Regions from separate parts of the Zea mays genome. Here all the other regions are linked to region 3. The links are chromatin contacts, called in public Hi-C maps. All regions are on one chromosome and are shown on one strand. The core of a region is the stretch at or near the end of the contact, and the rest is flanking DNA. Distances in the headings are between cores, read along the strand shown.

The links. A called contact is a pair of places that touch in the nucleus more often than the background predicts.
Region 1: a Hi-C map of tassel shows a contact between it and region 3, with 3 times the contacts expected there. The contact joins the enhancer-like site here to the promoter of LOC100277845 in region 3. A contact is called at or near these places in 2 of 25 Hi-C or Micro-C datasets (ear and tassel).
Region 2: a contact with region 3 is called in a Hi-C map of ear, with 2.4 times the contacts expected there. The contact joins the promoter of LOC100194103 here to the promoter of LOC100277845 in region 3. A contact is called at or near these places in 4 of 25 Hi-C or Micro-C datasets (bundle sheath, ear, leaf and 1 more).
Region 4: a contact with region 3 is called in a Hi-C map of tassel, with 2.7 times the contacts expected there. The contact joins the enhancer-like site here to the promoter of LOC100277845 in region 3. A contact is called at or near these places in 2 of 25 Hi-C or Micro-C datasets (ear and tassel).

Annotation. Positions count from the first base shown.
Region 1 is chr1:69,170,670-69,175,883 of Zm-B73-REFERENCE-NAM-5.0, reverse strand. It overlaps LOC100278465, which reads left to right. Exons shown (of 6, transcript NM_001151737.1): 3 at 1,496-1,696; 4 at 1,798-1,978; 5 at 2,243-2,343; 6 at 2,460-2,854. The coding sequence ends at 2,480. It also overlaps the pseudogene LOC103644705. Among protein-coding and RNA genes, the nearest start is that of LOC100278465, 11 kb to the left of the region's middle. Within about 2 kb of position 3,698, at least 10 of the 20 cell types and tissues checked have an H3K27ac peak or open chromatin away from gene starts, as enhancers often do. A contact at or near this core is called in ear and tassel, where this site is marked.
Region 2 is chr1:69,015,911-69,021,153 of Zm-B73-REFERENCE-NAM-5.0, reverse strand. LOC100194103 reads left to right here and starts at 3,833. Exons shown (of 3, transcript NM_001359395.1): 1 at 3,833-3,965; 2 at 4,930-5,243. The coding sequence starts at 5,022.
Region 3 is chr1:69,471,336-69,476,960 of Zm-B73-REFERENCE-NAM-5.0, reverse strand. It overlaps LOC100277845, which reads right to left and starts at 1,847. Exons shown (of 12, transcript NR_158707.1): 1 at 1,699-1,847; 2 at 1,538-1,607; 3 at 548-599.
Region 4 is chr1:69,115,870-69,121,363 of Zm-B73-REFERENCE-NAM-5.0, reverse strand. It overlaps LOC100274068, which reads right to left. Exons shown (of 7, transcript NM_001348667.1): 4 at 4,248-4,434; 5 at 3,858-4,172; 6 at 3,077-3,765; 7 at 1,981-2,948. The coding sequence ends at 2,256. It also overlaps the pseudogene LOC103644705. Among protein-coding and RNA genes, the nearest start is that of LOC100274068, 11 kb to the right of the region's middle. Within about 2 kb of position 2,188, at least 6 of the 20 cell types and tissues checked have an H3K27ac peak or open chromatin away from gene starts, as enhancers often do. A contact at or near this core is called in tassel, where this site is marked.

The DNA of each region.
Region 1 (5,214 bases), core at 2,449-4,948, 300 kb after region 3:
GACGCTAACACTGCGGGGGGGTGTTAGAAACTGTATCCTGGCTGTCGCCTGGCAGATATGTCGGCCGCCCTATATGGAAGTATTGTCTGATATAGATAGAGAGGATTAGGGGAGGATCTCAATCACTATGATTGAGGATCTGATTGAGGATCTCAATCACTATGATTGAGGATCTGATTGTACTCTAGATCTTTCCTTAGGTGTAGAAGGCTTCCTTTTACCTCTCACCTTCCTCCCCTATATATACCTGTACATGTGCTGTCTATCTTCATCAATATACAAACACACGCTTCCAACTCTCTTACACTCATGTTCAGATGTTAACAATACGATAATTTAGACATTTAAGCATATACACTTCAGACACTGATATTTAATAATCCAGTCAGTCTCGTAATGCACTAGTTGGTAGTATGTATTTATGTGTTTTCTTTTTTTAATCAGAATCTACAATATCATAATCTGCATATCCAAACACTCAGATTCTGCCCACCAGCTTCTGTCCACAGCAGCCGAACCAAACACCTAGATTCTAACCACCAGCTTCTCCCCACAGCCAGCTTTTCCCCACAGCCAGCTTTTCAGAAAAGCTCTTCAGGAAAAAGCCGAACCAAACAGGCCCGTAAAAGGCTGCTGAAGAAATCACTTTGAGAATCTGATTATTGTGGTTTAGCTCTGAACCATAAATATCTTTGTTAGCGTGAGGGAAAAATGTGTCAAAACAAGAAATAGAAGTCTCTGGATTTTACATGAAAAGGGACCTTGTGATAGTCTCTTAGTTCTATCAGCAATTAATTCTGGATTTCTGGTGTCAATTATGCATGTTCCTGAGGGTACTTATAAAGCGCTTCTTTCTTTACTGATCGCCTGATTTCAATCAAGGAATCAAATTTATTTTTACTTGCATATTTAGGGCCCCTTTGGCAGGGCTCTGGCTTCTCCAAAAACGGCTTTGGCTCTGGCTCACGAGGTGAAACCACTTCTTTAGATGAGCCAAAGCCATTCTGAAAAATCATTTGGCAAAACGGCTTATAGGTTGTTTTTCAGAAAGACCCTTGTATAGTTTATCTCTCCTGTACGTGGCTAGGGATTGAGGGCAGGACCAAAAAAAATAATTTGGACTGGTGGGAGGGCTATTGTGCAAAAATGACGTGAGCTGAAGCCGGGTGAGCCACTTTTTTTTGGCTCATGCCCTCTAGTTCATTTTGGAAAAGCACTTCACTGGTGAAGCCATTTGAAAAAGAGGTGTTTGGCACAACTTTTGCATGAGCCAGAGCCGAAGCTGAAAAATAAGCCCTACCAAAGGGGCCCTTAGTGTTCTATCCTTCAATCATGCTTGCCTCTTTATTTGATATGCATCTCATGTATTTTTATAATGCCACAAGGCATTTTTGAAGGAAATTCCTTGTGATGTCAATACTACAATAGCGCAATCATTGGAGGATATTGTTGAATTTAATAGATTATTAGGTTTACTCCTATTCTCTTCTGCCAGGATACGTCGAATGCAGGTTCATCGTCTGGATGGACCGATGAGAAGCACATGCTCTACATTACCTTTTTGGAGGAATCATTTGTTAACCAATTGTACAGTAGTAAGGGGGAAATGAATTCGGCAGAATCATTCTATGCAACTCCAGGTGCATGGCAAAAATCTTCTTATAGTGGAAATGGTAGAAACACAAAATATGATGAGGTAGTGCCAACAAGTTCTCGCTACTCTATCAATATCAACTTATCAAGGTTTTTTTTTCTATGTATGAAATTGTTCTTCCTCTATTTTAAACAAAACATTAGGGACATGGATATTGGGGGACTGTCGAGGTTGACGGAGATGGAGCTGATTATATGGATGATGATGCATCAACTAATGGTCCAAGACAAGAGAGAGATACTAGTTACCATGCAAGGCAAAGGAATTCCAGGGGGTCAGCTGCTTTCCGTTTGCGCCAGCATGGGCATTCGTTTTCTTGGAGAGGTAGGTGCATGATGCTTCCATGGTAGGTAGTGCTTTGTAAATATGTTCAAGGGGGAAACAATGCAGAATCGATCTGTGTTTTTACCTAGAGTTAACAAACTTCAATATGGTAAAAGTTCACATTCATGACAATAAAAGTTATATTAGCATGTCTGTTCAGACTGACGTTGTATTTGAAGGGACATTAGCATTTTCTACTGGAGTAATACATGTATTGCTGCGCTTTACTGTTACGCTATAAAGAAAACTGTCCGTCTTCTTCAGAATCATCAGACCAGAACTTCTTGGATGGGGAGACTCAAGGTAGCAAGGAACAAGGAAGAGGGTCTAGCAAAAACCAGCAAAAGCATGCTGATACGACCAAGGTAAAACATGATTCTTCTACAGTTTTCACCTTGCATATGTTCTTTTTTTTAAAAAAACGACCCTGCATATATTCTTTGTATGTCAACATGTTCAAAGCCGCCTGTGTTTTTATTAGGTCGGCCCACATGATTCATGAAATCACAGGTTTACGCTAGCAGCTCTTTTGTGATTCAGGAGATCAGTCATCCTCATGGGGAAGCTTAGGGGCCAATGGGATTGGTTCATGCAAGCTAATAAGTTTGTAAGAATAGCAGTGATGGAGGTGGGCAGATGTATATAAATCTGTTCATTCATCTCCAGATAGCCAAAAGATAGGTGTTTCCTGTTGGTAGTGTATCTATTAGGAATGTCGTAGATTGCTAATGACTTCCTGTAAAATCGTCCAGGAAGGTTTCAGATATTGAGGTGGACCAGCTGGGTAACTGTTGTTGTGTCCCGTAATGTACAAGTACAGATGTCTGCAATGTTCATTTGACTTGTTGACAAAATGGAATTTTATGATATTTGAAACCCCGTGCCTTTGAACAGGTTGCCAAATTCTCTATTTCCCTCTCAGTCAGCATGTCGTGATTGCTTCAGATGCCATCTACGATCGCATCAAGTCTAGAAAGAAACAGGTGCGCTTTTCAAAGCCATCTTAGAGGCTGTTTGACATGGTTCCGCTTCAATAGAAGAACTCTGTAAGGCCTTGTTCGTTTGTGTCGGATTGCACCTGCAATCGTTCCAGCTAATCAAAGTTTATATAAATTAGAGAAGCAATCCGGTTAGGAATCGTTCCGACCCACCAATCTGGCACAAACGAACAAGGCTTAAAAGCAGCTCTCCTCTGGAGTATATTGTTTCCTCGTAATTAGTTTAAATAACTTTAAACTCTATATCCAGGATGCTTTTTAAGTATTGTAGAATTTTATATCGCAGCTCTCAAGACTCTATAGAGAATTAGGATTTACAACTTTAAAAGTCAGGATGTTTGGGTTGGCTAACTCTTTCTTGAAGTTTTATTCTGAAACTATATCAAACACACCTTAACATCAAACGCCTTAACATCAAATGGTGCCCATGAGATTCCAATTCACACAACGTTTCCTAATCAAAGCTAAAATTGAACTGGCATATCAAATTTTTAATTGGTGTTCACGTCAGGATCCAAGCGGCCCCTCGTTACTTACTACATTTTTAGAATATATTGTACAACAGAGTAATTACAATATAGTATCAGCTTGCGCCTAATCACACCAAAATGTCTGCCCACTTGAGAATCTGGACGGCGGGCCCGATATGGGCCTAGCAGGTGAACCCTCTTCGTACTGTGGCTCTGTTCCCGTTTGTTGCTTCGAGGACTCCAACTTGAGGGTCGAAGTCCTGGTGCCTTCGACCTCTGGTCGGCGTCGAGTTCCGGAGTCTTCACAAGTTCTCGCTGGCTTGGCTCGTTTGAAGGGTTCAGGGAGAGTGGGAGACCGTGACCCGAAGTGAGACTTAAATCGGTGCCTCAAATTAAAATATAGCGCTCTATATAGAAAAAACTGTATCTTTATTTTATAAAATTTGGTTAAAAAATTATAAGACACTATTTCAATTGTTTAAAGATACTACAACTTAGATCCTTTAACGTGACATATAAAAATGTCCTATAATTTAAAAATTAGTATATTTTATAGAATTTAAGACAACAACAAAACATTTCGTTCTAACACTAAAACTTCATATCTAGATTATAGTATAACCCACTACGGTGTACTCCTTCCATCCCCATGATTTAGTCTTTTTAGATTTGTCCTAAGTTAATCAATATCAACTTTAACGGATTATACCACATATTGTATAAACATAAAGGTAAAATTACTGGATTTATTATGATATGAACCACCATAATATATAATTCTTTTAGTTTAAAATAATTTAATTATATATATATATTGTTGATAAAATAGTTTGGCTTAGGATAAATCTAAAACGACTAAATCATATGGACAGAGAGAGTAGTATATTTGAGGCACTTGAGAGAGCGTACTATAATTTTTTGACTAAATTTTATGATACTAGGAACCTGCCCGTGCGATGCCACGGAATATAAATTGTGACCCTCCAATAGATTTAGGACCCTGACGACGGGCGGTGTGAGTACAATAATGACGGCAAAATATGTGATTAAACATAGATACAGAACGATATAAATATGTCTACCCAAATAGATTGAAATGGAATCGCACAAATAATTTCTAAAGAGTAAATATATAATGCTTAATCATAAGTAAATATGTTGACACCTTGTACACTAATCTAATCTTTTTTAACAATATTGTTAACTCTCTGTTATATATTTGCCGGGATGGCATATCTGCACGAATTGTCCTCGTAACTTAACAGTTCGATAATAAAGTTCCTCCGAAAAATCTTTGCATCCTACACATAAGACATATAAGAGAACAAAACGCCATTTTTTTATTATGTAACTGGAATGTATGTTTGAATATGAAAGGAACGTACTCCACTCACCCTAACAAATTTCATTCGACTATCATTCCCCCACATGGCCATAGCTGCAGAGGCGGGGAAGCAAGAGCGGGAGCGACGGGTGCAGCCTCATCGTCTCCTTGATCACCATGCCGGTGTAGCTCAGGCAGCCCAGGAGCGACTCGTGGTCACCTAGGTTCTTGCTGTCGAGTGCTCGCTGAACCTCTACTTGGGCCTTGGCCATGGCTTCTGGGTTCCTCATGAGCTCGGACATGACCCACTCAGCCACAGACGAAGTCGTCTCGGTGCCTCCTATGAATAAATCCTACATATATAGGATAGGAGGTTCATCTTTGATTTATAAGGTTCCATTCAAAGGAAAGGGAAGAACACTTAGGCTGCCTCCAACAAGGTCC
Region 2 (5,243 bases), core at 2,584-5,083, 460 kb after region 3:
GTGGCCGAGGCCGAGTCCGAGCCCCTGGGTCGGGCGAGGCGGAGGTCGTTCGGCAGAGGCCAGGGCGGAGTCCGAGCCCTGGGGTCGGGTGAAGCGGAGTTCGTCGTCTTCTGGAGCTGAGCCCGAGTCCGAGCCCTGGATAGGGCGGAGCGGAGTTCGCCGTCTTCCGGGACTTAGCCCGAGTCCGAGCCCTGGGTCGGGCGGAGCGGAGTTCGCCGTCTTCCGGGACTTAGCCCGAGTCCGAGCCCTGGGGTCGGGCGGAGCGGAGTTCGCCGTCTTCCGGGGCTTAGCCCGAGTCCGAGCCCTGGGTCGGGCGGAGCGGAGTTCGCCGTCTTCCGAGGCTTAGCCCGAGTCCGAGCCCTGGGTCGGGCGGAGCGGAGTTCGCCGTCTTCCGGGGCTTAGCCCGAGTCCGAGCCCTGGGTCGGGCGGAGCGGAGCTTCCTATGGTGCCTTTGGCAGGGCCTGACTGCCTGTCAGTCTCACTCTGTCAAGTGGCACTGCAGTCGGAGTGGCGTAGGCGGCGCTGTCCTTCTGTCAGACCGGTCAGTGGAGCGGCGAAGTGACAGCGGTCACTTCGGCTCTGCCGGGGGGCGCGCGTCAGGATAAAGGTGTCAGACCACCTTTGCGTTAAATGCTCCTGCGACTCGGTCGGTCGGCGCGGCGATTTAGTCAGGGTTGCTTCCTAGCGAAGGCAAGGCCTCGGGCGAGCCGAAGATGTGTCCGCCGTTGGAGGGGGGCCTCGGGCGAGACGGAAATCCCTCGGGGTCGGCTGCCCTTGTCCGAGGCTAGGCTCGGGCGAGGCGTGATCGAGTCGCTCGTATGGACTGATCCCTGACTTAATCGTACCCATCAGGCCTTTGCAGCTTTATGCTGATGGGGGTTACCAGCTGAGAATTAGGCGTCTTGAGGGTACCCCTAATTATGGTCCCCGACACATATGGATCCAGAATTATAGTCATATATGTTCTGAGGCCGCCGTAATCATTGTTTCCTTACCGAGACATTTCCTGTCTTTTCTACCCACGGTGTCGTGTCACCCTATTTTGGCCCAATGGGTCGTGTATCGAGTTGGGTCTATTAGGGACACATCCTAGGGTTGCAGCACGACCCCAATACCCTTGTGGTCATCCTCCCATGTTTATAAACCCTCTAGCCGCCACCAAAAACAACGGGTTTTTGTTTAGATCAAGTTTAGCTCTCGCTACTTGCTTGTAAGCGTGCGTGCTGGTTCAGTCGCATGTCTTCTTGTCTTCGAAACCCCACCATATTGGAGTTTGATTTTGAAACCTACATTTACATCTAGTAATTCAGTACTTGTTCTACTTGTTCTTGCTAGTTCTTCGATTGCTTGCAGGACGAGTGCCCTAGTGGCCAGGGTGTCACGCTCCACAAGATCGTGACAACCATAAGAGGTGGTGTATCGGTTGCTAAGGCACATCGTCTTTGGAAGGCTGTAGTCAGGCCGTGAACATCGTCTCCTACACCAATCGAGTTGTTCCACACCCTCTCATCGAAAGATCGGACATTCACCCAATGAGTGCACATCATTGAGAGCCGCACCTCCTTCCTAGCACCACGACCTGCACCACCCGGAAACTATCAGCCTCCTCGGCGGGCGCGTTCGGGCGCACGATGCAGTGCTCCACCTCGAGCACGGGCGCGGGCCCCTGGGCCACGCGACGATGTACGACCCCATGGCGACGTACACAAACGCGGCGTGGCGCTGGTGGGAGGTGTACACGGTAGCGGCGTTGGTCTTGCACCCCATGGAACCAAGCGAAGTTGGCGGCAAAGCGCTTCCGGCGACGTCGCGGAGGGGGAGGTGGCGGATCTGGATAGGAGAGAAGTAGGCCACCGTGAGAGAGACAGAGATAAAGTGGAATGGACGCACCTGGATCCATCCTTATCGCGGAGGCGGGCGTACGGCGCGGAGACGTGTGCGACAGTCACAGAGGCGGTTGGCGAGGAAGCGGCCGACCTGGAAGGGAGAGAAGCAACACGGGGAGGGGGCGGAATAGAGATGGCAATGGGGACCCGATCCCCGATTCCCCGCGGGGAATTTCTCTATTAGGGGATGGGGATGTGGAAGTTTCTTCCCCCACGGGGATGTAAACGGGGGAAAAATCTCTCCCGACGGGTAAACAAGGACAGGGATGGAGAAGCATTCCTCATCTCCGTTCCCCACGGGGACCCGTTAAACTTACATGTGACAATGTTTTTATGTAATAGTTAATGATAAAAATAAAAAATATCTTGTCAAAAGATTACCCATTATACAAATACATTGATTTTAATGTGCACATAATGATTTTTACATCTAACATTGTGTATAAGTGACAATGTTTTACATTAATAATAAATGAAGTACGATTTAATTATAATTTAAGCGGAGATGGGGATCTCCGTCGGGGATTTATCCCCGCGGGGAATGGGGATGAGGAAGAAATATCCCCCGCAAATGTTCGTGGGGATTCTCGCAGGGAAATTTTTTCGTCGTGGAGACAGATTTGGGGAGCTAAAACCTGACGGGGAATTCCCGTTGCCATCTCTAAAGCGGAAGAAGCGGGATGGCCGGATGGGAGGCGATCATTGGATGAGGGTCGTGACGCATGAAGGCGGCTGCGTGCACGAAATGGGCGTGTGAAGCGAGCGGAGGAGCATGGCGGCGGGCGATTGGACAAAAAGAGTCTCTGCATTCATGACCGTGCGATCGAGATAAAAGATTAATCTAACAGTAGCGCTGAAAAAACTTCTGCGTTCATGCATCAATTGGTGAGCGTACGATTGAAATCAAACATCTAATCTAACGGTATCCGTGGCTAAAAGGAAACTGGTTCTTTTATAGTATAGATATTTATGATATGTGTTATTTTCAATTTTATGTTTAGGCTATGCAGTTTTTATTTATGTTTTATGAATTATGCAATTTTTATTTACTTAATTATGTAATCAATACATTTTTATTCGCAACTAAAAGTTTGTAAAAAAAGTTGATGAGACGCTGAGGTAATTGTAGGACGAGGATAAAAGTTGTGTACTAAAATGCTAGAGTAGATAAGTGTTAACGAAAACCAATAGTAGAATTATGGGCTGTTCGCTTTGAATTAAGGCCCTGTTTGATTTTATTAGTCCTAAGACGAAAGTTTAGTTAAGGGACTAATCTTTAGTCCCTACCCTGTTCGGTTCTAGAGATTAAACACGAGCTAAACACAGTTAAAGCAATATACAAATACCAAAATGCCCTCACGCTTGCCCCTGCTGCTTATACAAACACCTGTACGTGCTTATACAAACAAACCGAGCACTATACAAACACCTCTGTGTGCTTATACAAACAAACCGAGCACGTGCTTATACAAACACCTGTACGTGCTTATATTTCAAATGAGCAAATGAGTTTCAAATATTCTAAATGAGTATACAAATAAGAAGCAGCCACAAATATATTTCAAATATTCCAAATGCAGCTGGAGGGCATGAGAGAAAATTTTGTTGTTTAGTCCCGTTTAAGAGCTCTTGGAGGGACTAGAGACTAAACTGGTTTAGTCCCTCTATTAGTTCTTGTGTTTGGAGAATTAGGGACTAAACATGCCTAAAGTCGATTGTTTGGACTACTGCAGAATTAATCGACAAAAGCGCGAGGCTTTATTTACAAAAGCGAGCCACGTAGCCTAATCCAGCTTATCGCTAATCCCGAGCTGCGGTGCGCTGAGGCCTCGGCCCCTCCCCCGGGCCCCGGCCCGGGGACGAGTGCGCGGTGACGTGAGCATAAGAGACAACAAAGCTTTGACACGCAAAAGCACACGCGCACACAGCACGGCACTACGGCAGAAGGAAAAAAAGAGGCAGGCGGACGACACAGAGAGAGGCTCGGAACAAGGAAAGAGTCGCCGGCGGCGGAGACCCCAACCGAAGGCCCCCGGTCGCTTCGCCGGGCAAGGCGTGTCCGTGCCCCTCGGACACCGGGTAAAGCTCACTCCTTTCTGCTGTAGTTTTGCCAGCTTAATTTGGTTTTGACACAGTGATTTTGTCGTCGAGGCTGGTTTCGGTGAATTTGGTTGACGGGTTCTCGGTGCTGCCGTCGCATGGATGCGTTCGGCTCCGCGGCCCGGAGGCTTTTGCTGGTGCCGTGGGAGATCTTGGTCGGGGTTTGGAGCTTTCCTGGTTTTGGCTGTGGTTCCTGTTTAGCGTCGCCTAACGCAAGGATTGGTTTCTGTCGTTTGGTAGATATATAAATATTCGGTTAAGAGGATTTGGTTTGAGCTCGTCTGCTATACGAGCTGGAACTGGAATTAGGAGGTGACACGCCTTTCCTGGTTATAGCTTCGATGCTAAGATAAGCTCGAGTGCTTGAGGCCCAGCGGCTGCGATCCATGGATTAGAGGCGACGGTAGAACAGCAACAACTCTGAGCTAGCTGACCCAATCTCAGCATCATCTTGTTTGATCATGACGTTCTTGCTTTGTTTGCTTTGGATTTTATCAAAAGTAGAAAACTGTTGCCTTTTTATGTGTTGTTGGAAAGACCATTTGGCTACACGAACGGAACGGAAAGAGGTTTGGTGGAAGTGTGGAACAGTTGCCGAGCAGTAATTGCTGAGCTGGTTCGTGACTCCGTGTCGGTGAGTGCCCATGGTTCATGCTTATAGCACCGGATCACACTTCTCCTGTGCTGCCCGCTGTCATCTTTACTGCACACAAGAGTGTCTGTGGATGGTTCCATGGTATATGCACATGAAACGGGGTGATTCATAAATTGCTGAAGTTTTTTTAGTTTTCCATACTGTATGAATGGTAGTGATAATAATAAAACTATCTCCGACTACAAGGAGGTGTACGGTATGAGCTCATTCTGCTTAGTTTACCCGTAATAATATATGTGCAGTTTATTTTCTGTAAGGTGACATTTTTTCCTGAACTTCTGTTTATAGGAGTAAAAAACAGTGAACGCTAAGCTTTGGGAATGGAGTTGACAGTTTCTGCTGAATAACAGAAAAAAAATTACTCGCCTTTTCCTGAATCCATGGAACTTCTTGATACTAATGGTCATGGGAAAACAAGAGCACAGAATGCTGAAAATATGGCACCAGTTTCTGTTAAGAGTCCAGATACATCACTGGAAATCAAAGAGAAGTCGCCCCACAATTTGACAGAGCACCAGGAAGAACTGGGGCCCCCTGTAGGCCATGACGGGAGTTTGTCACCGAAAATTCTCTCCCACATACAACCAACTCAGGCATCGGAT
Region 3 (5,625 bases), core at 598-3,097:
TCCACAATCTTAACCACCACGCCCCATCTCCTATGATCTCACAAGCACTAGACAAGGAGGGTCAGCCCCTCTAATAGTACTAAAGGTATATTGTGACTTTAGTTGAAGACTTGGTCCTTCTCTATTAGATGCTGAATTGCTAAGTGGTTGCCTGTTCATAAGAGTACCTGTACCATATACTTTTCTTTCACTAGTGCCGGTGAACTTATCAACTAAGGCAAATCTGAAGTCTATCCAGGTCCCACGTCATGCAACAGAAATCAGGTGACCAATAAAATCTCTTGATTCAATTATAAACAGACCCCCCCCCCTCTCTTTCTCTCTAAAAGAAGCGTCATTTACTCCAATGAAGAGACAGTGGCCTGAAAAGTGGTGGTGTGGAAGCATGCTGAGCTTCAGAGTTCAGATTCTTAAGATTTCTCAAATGAAGTGATTTTTTTTCTCTAGTGGGTTGTTTCCACACAAAAAAAGTAGAGTACATTGTAACATCCTCTGTAAAGAAAATTGACCAAGGAAGATACTAGAATACAAGAAAAATACATCTAACCTTTGTCAGTGCTATTGGATGCTTCATTGCATGTTTTATCTGTATGAGAGTCCTGAAAAGTTGAAGGTCGTCAAATTGCTATGTACATTATAAACCTCATAGTAATTTGTAGGGCACAACATACAAGTAATAAGCTTGACACAGTCTGCTAAGCAGCTAAGTTAATTGACTCTTTCACGACAAGATGAATTCCTCAGAAGTGTAAAAATGGTTATGAAATTGCTAAGTTATTTAGAAGTGTTTTAATAAGATAATGCTGTTGGTCTATACATGATCTAGTCCACACCTTCACATGTTTTCCTCTCAAAGGAGATCGAAGTGTAAAGCAAACCATCATTATTTTAATCAACAAATAACTGTCATATCAGAATCAAGAAGAGGACTGCAGCAGACTAATGCTTAATCCAACAATCATCACCGAAGCTACAATTGTTTAATACAGCTTAATTTTCCAAAAAGATCATCGGTCAATAATTAAATAAAGCACTACAAGGAAGTGTTATGTCTTATGTAGCAAACTTCCATGTCAGTAATGTGCTTTCATCAAGAAAATGAGTAATGAAAAGTGATCACTCAAAATGTTTAGTAGGGTTCTAGCCAGACGAGGCTGTCATTTCGAGGTCCAGGATTATTTCCTGATAGAACTAGGAGAAATAGGTATGCACTTATCGGTAGTCTGTAACAAATGTGCCGAGGGTATTTTGTCGTATAATACAAAACTTTGTTTAAAATGCACGCGACGATTAACATTTTGTACAGGCTACAGTTTGGGCGCAATGCACAAACCACGCCACAAAACCAATTCCTTGTGTTAAGTAGACTCTTGGGCAAGCATGAAATTATGCGTCGGGCCTTCTTTCTCGACAATGCAGATACCAAGAAATTACCAGTAGCCCGACGAAATTAGCCATCTACTAGTCGAAGCACAAGCGCACCCCCAACTCAGAAAGCTTAAGAGTGAGCTACACCAAAGCGGGTCAGAGACCGTACCACGAGAGCAGCCTCCGCCGAGCGCCCGTTCTTCTGTCCATCGTGAGGTCCAGCGCCATACGAATCGTCCCTGCAGGAAGAGAGAGTAGTTTGAGGAGACGTACTCCTCGCAAACGGCAAACCCTACGCTGAGAAGCGGGTAGGGGAGACAGGAGACTTACCAGAGGTACACTTCGGTAAGCCGGAAGAGCTTCCCCAGCTTCCTTATCGCCGGGAAATCCTCCGCCGTCGACGGCATCGCGTGCGGGAAACGGCGCCGCCAGACGAAGCAGGGGTGAGTTCTGGCTTTCTTCCTTCCCGGATAGGGGGTGCGGGAAACGGCCGTTGGGCGTGGGTTTCGGGTAGTGCAGAGGTGTGGAGGAACGGCTGGGTACTTGGGTAAGCCGAATTACAACCCACTAGCGTTCATGGGCCGGGATCGCTTTCAGTACGTAGTGGATCGGGCGGCATCCCTAGCTGACTCTGGGCTAGGCCTAATGGAGTTTCTAGTCTCCTCTACTATCTCTACTCTCGGCTGTCTCCAGCAGCTCGCCAGCTCGCTATCTCATCTCTTGTTAGAGTAACTCTAAAAGACTAGATATAATTTTAGCTAAATTTAGAGTTTTATAAAAACTCTAAAAAATAAAGAGTTTCATAAAAAGGTGATATGACACAACAGACTCTTCAAATCTTATCTATCAATATTCAAATCACTGATTATAATCACATGTTCATTTCTTTTTCTCCTGTCTCATTTGACATATCGATGTCGGGCTCTAGGATGGCAGGGCACGTGGACAGTGAACCGCAAATATGGCGAGGCGTGGAGCCACGAGGACGATGGGGACTGTAAGCCGTGAGGACGTCAAGGAGCGGGGTTGGCGAGGCACGAGACGGCGAGCCGCGACGATGACGAGGCGCGGTAAGGTGAGCCGCAGGGTCGGCGAGGCATGGCGACAGCAGGGCGTGGGACAGTGAGCTGCAACGACGGCAAGGCGCAGGGACGGTGAGGATGCACGAGAGAATGAAGATGGCGAGGCAGGTGAGCTCAGCAAATATGGCTAGAGACCTCGACGTGATGCTGAGCAGGATAGCATAGAGAGGAGCAAAGAGAGTTTGTTGGATCCTATTTTAATCATCAGTTTTCTATTTTTACCGATACAAATCGATTTAGCTAGGCTTTTCGAGTTGCTCTTATATCTCTTATTTCAAATTTCATCAACAAACAATAACATCTACAATATAAATCTCCTGTTTTACTTATGAAAGAAAAATGTGTTAGATAACCATTTCTACATGTTTTAGTGATTAAGTGTTTAGCACAACAACATGGACTAACTAATTTGATATGAGTACGAGCACAAGCACTTGAAGTCAATTTGAAAGTACTAGATCCTAAAGAACTAAAATGAAGGCTAAAGTGTGCAGCTTTGGACAAAAGGGTAAAATCATGAGGTTTGATTACTTAGATAAGTTGCATGTGTCTAATACTATGTGTTTAGCACTTTATTTGAACTCTAACTCTATCCTGTGAGAAAAGTGGTTCGAATACTTAGATTAAGCCAAAATGCAAATCATGGTGAACGACAAAGTAAAAGGTGAGTTCTCCACACCTAATCAATTGGAATATGTGCTAATTATGTTTGTCTAAGTTGTTGGAAAGCTCCCAAGAATAGCCAAAAGGATTTGAAGAAGTTAGGCTCAAAACAGCCTTACTTGGGTTGTTCTAGGCCTCATCGGACTCGTCTGGTGGTGCACCGGATCAAGTCCGCAGGGCATAGAACTTAGTGTTAGGCGACCTAATGCATCGAACCAGGTCCATGTGCACCGGACCGCCTACAGAGCTGAACTTTGAGGTCTCGAGATTTTATTTATAAAAATCATCGACCCTTCACTTTGCACGGTCCAATGGCGCACCGGACCGCCTCCAACGGCTACTTCCCGGTGGAGTTTGAAGGCCAACGACTAGCTGATGTGGCAGACGGTCCGGTGGTGCATCGGATCGGTCCGCTGTGAATCAGTTAAGGAAAGCACCAAATCAGATCCCGGAGAAGGTGTGCACAGACCCGGTTTGATGTCCTCGCAGACAACACAATTTCATCGATGTTTAGAAGGAAGGAGCAACGCCTATGGACCTCTTTGGGCTATAAAAAGGATCCCTTAGCGCACCTCTTTAGCTTGGGCGCTATTATGAATAGATTATTGGGCAATAATAGTATTATAATTTTTATCATCGCTACCTAGCAATTGCATTACATTGTCTACGACATCCCAAATGCTAGGGTGGAGCAAAAAAATATGGCTACGCATTTTATGGCTCCACCAAGAATAGTCCTCCCATCAAAGCGAGCAGGCTTGCCAAGATGAATAGAAAGCAAATGAGCATTGAAATTGTAAGGAATGCGAGAATAAATAAAAGATGTCTTAGAGTAACCTTGTTTAACCGTATTTTTCTTGGAGGAGGTGGAATCGTCGTCCTTGTGTGAAGGGTAAGAGGAGTCGTAGTAGATGATCTTCTTGATGCGCTTCGTCCTCTTGCCATCATTCTTGTTCGATCCCAAGTCGACGGGTGTGGCACCAGACCAGTCGACGAGCCTCCTGACAAGTCTGATGAGCCTCTGGACCGTAGACCACGTCAACTAGTCGTTGGTGTGCTGGCGCTCGTTGGATGTACCCGTTGGAGACGGTTCGATGGCACACCGAACCATAAATAGTAGAGCTCTAGTGATTTTATAATAAAAATCTTGAGACCGAGCAGTACGGCCATGAACCACGGACCCCGGTGAAAGATCTCTTTGTGGTTTTTGGTGGTTTAGATGACAACCCAATTAAAGGACTGACAAGTGTGTTAAGTGTTGGACAAGTGCTTAGTGCACAACTTTTAAAGTTCAACATAAGTGTTCAAGGGTGATAGTCCAAATGTTGAGCTGATTATGGTTGTAGACATCACAAGTGAAGGAGAACATTTGAAAGTCGCCTAGAGGGGGGTAAATAGGCGAAACATGAAAATTATACACTTAAAACACACATTATGCCCGGGGTTAATGTCAGAAATAATTCGGAGTGCGGAAGATAGTTATCCTTGCAAGTAGTTGCCCAATCAATGCAGATAACTTTGAGAGCCAACTCACAACAATATGAGCAAGGGAATTTTAGAGAGAGGAAGGGAGGGGAAACAAATCGAGTGAAAATCAACACAAATAAACACAGCGATTTGTTTACCGAGGTTTGATTCCAAAGAACCTAGTCCCCGTTAAGGAGGCCACAAAGTCCGGGTCTATTCCAACCCTTTCCCTCTCTCAGTCGGTCACTTAGACCGGTCGAGTGCTTCTTCTTAATCACACGGGTCACTAAGACCCCACAAGGATCACCACAAAATTAGGTGTCTCTTGCTTGCTTTATAATTCACTTAGAAGGTTGAGAAAGAGATGAAGAAAGCCCAATTGTGAAAGCCAAGCAACAAGAGCGACAAATAACACATAGATCACACTCTCTCAAGTCACTAAGCACTAATGATCACTTGTCTAAATTGTGGGACTTTGAGAGATTGAAAGCTTTGAGTGTGTCTTGGAATGTATTGCTAGCTCCTGTATTGAATGTGAATGAGTGGAGTGCTTGGATCATTTGAATGGAGGTGGTTGGGGTTGTATTTAGGGCCAATTCCCTGTATGCCACTGAAAAATATACTCATTCCTTGTATGCCACTGGCCCCACATGTCATAGACACAAAAAAATATACTTATATGCCACTCAGTGGCACACAAGGGATGAGTATAAAATCTGATGGCATACCAGGAATTTTCTCTTGTATTTATAGCCTCCAACCACTTCCTAGTCGTTGCTCATTTTCTACCGACCGCGGACGGTCCGTACCCCTGCACATCAACGACTGAAATCACAACGGTCAGGAGTAACGGCTATAGAGCTTTTAATGCGTCGTCAAATGTCAGATAAAGCAGTCGTGGACGGTCCGACCGTGCACCCAGGACGATCCGCAAGGACGCTAAAAATGCATTTTACCGAACCCGTCACCTTCGGGTTTTTCTGGTTTTTCAACGACCGGGCGATTCGCGCCTGAGGCCGGACGGTCCGTGCTTGGTCTCGGACGG
Region 4 (5,494 bases), core at 939-3,438, 360 kb after region 3:
GAGCATTCGTGTACACAGGTTGCGCTCCAAAGTAGTCCGCTCGGATTCTTGCATCGCCGCTCATGTGATCACGATGAATCCGAACACGCCCTGGAATCGAACCACCATGACGACGCTCGTTGCGTGCATGCCGCCTCCTATTGAGCATGTGCCTCGCTAAATCCAACTCTTCTTCTTCCTCTTCCATTTCTTCCATCAACCTAACAAGAAAATTCGATTCTAAGTAGGGGTTCATTGTTGTCGAGTTTGTACAGGGAAGGTTGAGTGAAGTATGCAAGCCTCACTCGCTATTTATAAAAGAAGTAGGCTTCGGAGACAAGCCATCCGCGTGTCGTGCAGAGGAAGCTAGTCGATGGCTTCTCGAAGAAGAGTTGTGGCTTACGGTAGAATCTTGTCAATTTGAAAACATTTTTTCGTACCGATAAAATACTATGCGACGTTTTATCGACAATAATTGCACACAACATAACAGCCAATGGTACATAATGTTGACAATTCGAAATAATTAATTAAAAAAATTAATAAATACACTTTTTTGCACATCATTTGTATAGCGCGAATTGGGAAGAAAACAAAGAAAACTGAAAAAGAAATGGAAAAAGGGAATCTGTTAACAGTGTAGCTTTAGGAGACGGAATTTAGGAAACGCTGCTGGAGACTGAGAATATATAGAGGGCAGAATCTTTTAGAGTGTTCTGTAAAGGACAGAGAATATTCCTTTAGGGGACGGAATTTAGGGGATGCTGCTGGAGACAGTCTTACAATGATGACTGCCTTGATGTGTGTGATGTTGAACGGGAAGTTGAACTCCTCCTCATCTTTGATTCTAAGCATGGTGCTCAGAATATCGTCGTCTTCCGCCACCTCAGCATCCTTGACCTTCTGCCTCGCCTCTCACGCCTCGATGATCTGGTCCAGCACCTGGTCGAGCTGCTCATGCGCCACCTGCAGGCGGCGTCGCATCCCAGTGGCGATGTCCAGGAACCGCATCGACGGGAAGAGGTCAGAGACGCAGAAACCAGAGCCGCTGCTCAGCACGACCGCCATCGCTGACAGGAATTTCGCCTTGTGCTCGTTGCTGAAGCGGTCTCCGAAGGTCGCCAGCCCAGTGATGTAGTTAGCACAGGAGACCAGCAGGCTGCCGAGGTTGACTGCTGCTGCTGGCTCGCCGCGGGCGCCACATGAACGGCGGCGGATCTCCCTGGCGAGGGACATGGTCTCGCTGTCCCCGATGGGCGCGAGCTGCCTCAGCTTGCGCAGCGCCCTCCGATAGGCCCCGTAGGGAGCAAAGGCGAAGTCGTGGCCGCCGTAGCCGATGATCTCCGTGGCGAGCAGGTACATAGGAAGGTCGGATCCGACGTTGTCGTAGGCGACGCACATGGTTGTTGGCCGCTATGCGCGAGCGAGGATCCCGCATGGTTGTTGGATGGAGGCGGCTGCGCGCATGGCGAGGGCGGTGGCGGGAGCGAGGATGGATGACAGATGAGGCATGCGGGGGCGGATCCGGCGCTAGGCGCGAGCGAGGATGGCATCGCAATCGGACGGTGGAGATGGAGGCGGGGGCATGGTTATGCCAAGTCTACACTATCGTCTTAAGGATTAGTAGAGATAAGATATAGTTTCAAAAGTTTGTTTTTCCAACATAAAGTCTACACTAGTCTATAATCTAAAATTAGGGTTTTATTGTTGAGCAGAACATTTTGTTGTTGGTGCCCTAGATTATGGTCTGGTTCCGCGTTCATCCCAACAAATACCAAACAAACCCTTTGATTCTCGCATCAAGATTTAAGGAATCCTATTTTGCAGTACTAACATAAATTGAGAAAACAGGATAGGGATGCATGTGTTCCGACAAAGTAGCATATGAGGCATTTATTAACATACCCCCCCACGTTACATTTCCTCGCCTGTCCAGACGTTGAGCCAGCCAACAAATAGTAACAATAAACAATAGTAATCCTTACATCACACCAGTGACTTACACGGGCAGCCGATTCCATCGGCTGCAAAATTTATCATGCATGATATGGTATCGCTTCGAATGTCTTTTTGCAGTGCAACAGCACACTCTATTTTCTTCTATGCAACAAAATGAACCAAAAACATACACAACCAGCACCATGCCACAATCACCAAAACAAACCAGAATAGACAGACATGGAGCGAAAATATGTTTCACATGTGTCTGATGCCAAGGATGCTCTGAGCTGTGTACCAGCGTGGAGCAGGCTCAGTGAAGTCAGCACCACCACTCTCTAGCCTGACGAGGCATGGCCACTTGTTGCAGAGGGCTTCGCAACGTAGATCTGCTTCATCCTACCAGTGCCTGAACTCCTGTCGGAACCAGAACCTTGATTCCTACCCTGGTACCCTGATCGTCGCTGCCACTCGTTACCAGTACCAGCCTTCTGAGTCGCACGGGCACGGCGATCCTGATTGTTAACCAGATGCTGGTATTGCGGGTCTGATGATGATGACGAGGACTGATGGGTCTTGGAAGGTATGCTGGTGACCTGGGGGGCGTTCGTGCTGCCAGCCGCCCCTGCTGCAATTCCAGGGTTGACTTTGGATGGGGTCACCCTAACCATGGCTTTGGCACTGGTTGGGACTTCATTGCTGATCAAGCCCGCCTGGCCAAACGAAGGCTGAACAGTTTGGGAGCTTGAGCTGGTTGAGGCTGGCTGTTCGACAAGACCTAACTCATCCCTGTACTGAGAAACGGCTGCATTTGGGAAGGTTTTGTTGCCGTCTGATGGCCCAGCAGAAGCAGAGGACTCCTGAAATCGGTTATTTGTACCAGACTTGTCTATTGGCACGTTATGAACAAACTGTTGTGTGGCTGTACCCTCTACTGGATGCTGCTTAAGTGCAACTGATAATGGAACTGAGTGTAGAGGAGGTACAGGCATATGTGGCCAGCACGTTTGCATCTGTATGTCTGTAGATGTCTGGAAAAATAGCAAACAAATGAAGAAAGCGTTGTATTAGCATAAAAATGCAAGAGTTAATTACACTATTTTTTTTCACTTGCAATCTAACTGTCTTGGCATGTATCTACAACAATTAAAATGCATACCTGGAAAGGAGCAATGTCGAACATGGTCAATGGAGACGGGATTGGCATGATAGAAGTTGGGCGTAGATGTGGAACTGGAGCAGGAACACTAGGAGCGTTTACTTGACCAGACACCATATTTTGGCTGTTTGGATCACTCTGGCTTACACCAACAATAGGTGGCCCTTGACTTTGCTTCCAGTCAGGCTGCTTGTCACCAGGGATATAAGTGGCTCCCATAAAACCAAGTCCCATCTGACCAAATTGACCTACTGGGGCGAAGTGGTTATAGACCACCATATGTGGGGGGGCTTGCACGCCTGGGATTCCTCCCGGAGTGATGAAAGGACCAGCGTACCCAGTTGGAGGGCGGTAGAAAGAGTCTACCCCAGAATGACACTGTGGCCAAGCTCCCAATGGTGCTGAAGGCAATGCATTGCTTCTTTGAGGGTGCTGACCTTGAGAACCAGCAGATTCGTCACTTGGGCCAAATGCAAAAATGTGCCCTCCTAACATCGAGTTCATATCAAAGCAGGAAAAGTGGGATGGCTGTGCACCATGAAACTGAGAAAGCATTGGCCCTGATGCTTGTGGACTGGCTATAGGAGGCCACAAGGACATGGATGGAGTATCAACCGATAAGTCTGCAGGAAGAGCAACTGCGAGTGGCTCTTCTGTGGATGATTGACCAGCTTGACCTGTTCTTGCCCCTGCTTCAGTTTTGTCCATAACACAATAAATATAGCTACATAATCATATAGCAATGTCTTAATTAAAGTAGTTGACAATGCAAAGATCATACCTCCTGATGTTAACCCACTGAGATCCTTGCTTGTAAAGCTCTTGTCTGGAGCCGATGCAGTAGTTGCATCAGCTGGAGATCCCTCATCAGTGCTAATAGCTGCCACAGCCACAGCAGAAGCAGCTGCTTCAGCCTCTGCTTCCGCATCCTCGGTACTCGGACATAATTCCTTGGAATTTGCCTTATCAGGACCACTGTTATCGCTAGGCAAGCCTCGATCGATCTTCATATCAGGCCTAGATGAACCTGGAGCTCCAAGACCACTTGAAACAGTTCGGCTGACTGGGGGTAGCATGGTTGGTGACGTTACTGCCCCTGGTCAATATTGTTATTCATTGTAAGTCAAGTCACAATAAACATCGTATAATACTGATGAAAAGTGCAGCTTACCAAATTGAATCTTCTCTCCAGCCAGAAGGGAGTTAATAGGACTAGCAGATGAAGGCAACACCTTTTCTGTGATTACTGTGGGAGACAAAGCATTGTTGGACTCCAACGAAAAGCCAGGCCCAGCCTGCTGTTCAAATTTAGCTGGTCCCATAGCTTCTTCAAGTTGAGTTTGAGTTAATGGCATGACCTACATGTGAATAAGTTGCAAATAAATAAATATATATATGAAGACTAGAGGATTAAGATAAAAACCATATTTCAGTGGCTAGATGTGAGGGACTAAAAAGTTTCTTCCTGAAAATCCAAATAAAATGTACAATTGCATTCAATAGAAAATGAATGTATAAATAAGTACAATAATTTGAAGGTAGGGACACTCATTAGAATGTACAATAAGAACTACTTAAACTGCATGCTACCAACACAGCAACATGAGCATTTAAAAAGGTCATGTTTAGTTTATGATTGTCGATCTTTTACCTAGATAACTACTTGAAACTGCAATTTCTCAATAGGAGCACATGTCGCACTTCATGTGGACAAACCATAACCTAATTTATCGATCTCCTTACTATCACTACATTGCTATTACTCATACTTGTCTTACTTTTATATACTTCAGGGGCAGCCCTTGTTGGGTTCATCTCTAGCAAAAAACTTTGTTCTGTGCTCACTCTTGGTGCAGGATTTCAAGAATTTTCATCAACATTTTATTTCTTTTTAGATTTTAGAAAAAAACATATAACAACAACAAAGCCTTTTTGTCCCAAGCACGTTGGGGTAGGCTAGAGATGAAACCCCGTATGAAAACCGCAGAGCTCAACCCCCAAAGAAAAGAAAAGGGAGACAAAGGCAAAAGAGAACTGAAAAACGACGAAACGGGGAAACACATAAAAAGAGATAAAACCCACAAGAACCAGCAAGATCTAAAGGGGCACAAGAAAAGGTCAAACGATTAAGGAGGAAAAGCGAAACTACAAATCAGGGTTCTAGCACGTGAATTGCACACTTCCACCCCTTCCTATCCACGGCGAGCTTTTTATCAATATTCCACTCCTTCAGGTCCCTCTTCACAGCCTCTGTCCACGTCAAGGTTGGTCGACCTCTACCTCTCTTCACATTCTCGGGACGCCTAATTATTCCGATATGCACTGGTGCCTCTTCAGATCTTCATTGGATATGTCCAAACCATCTCAAACGATGTTGCATAAGCTTCTCCTCAATTGGCGCCACTCCTACTCTCTCTC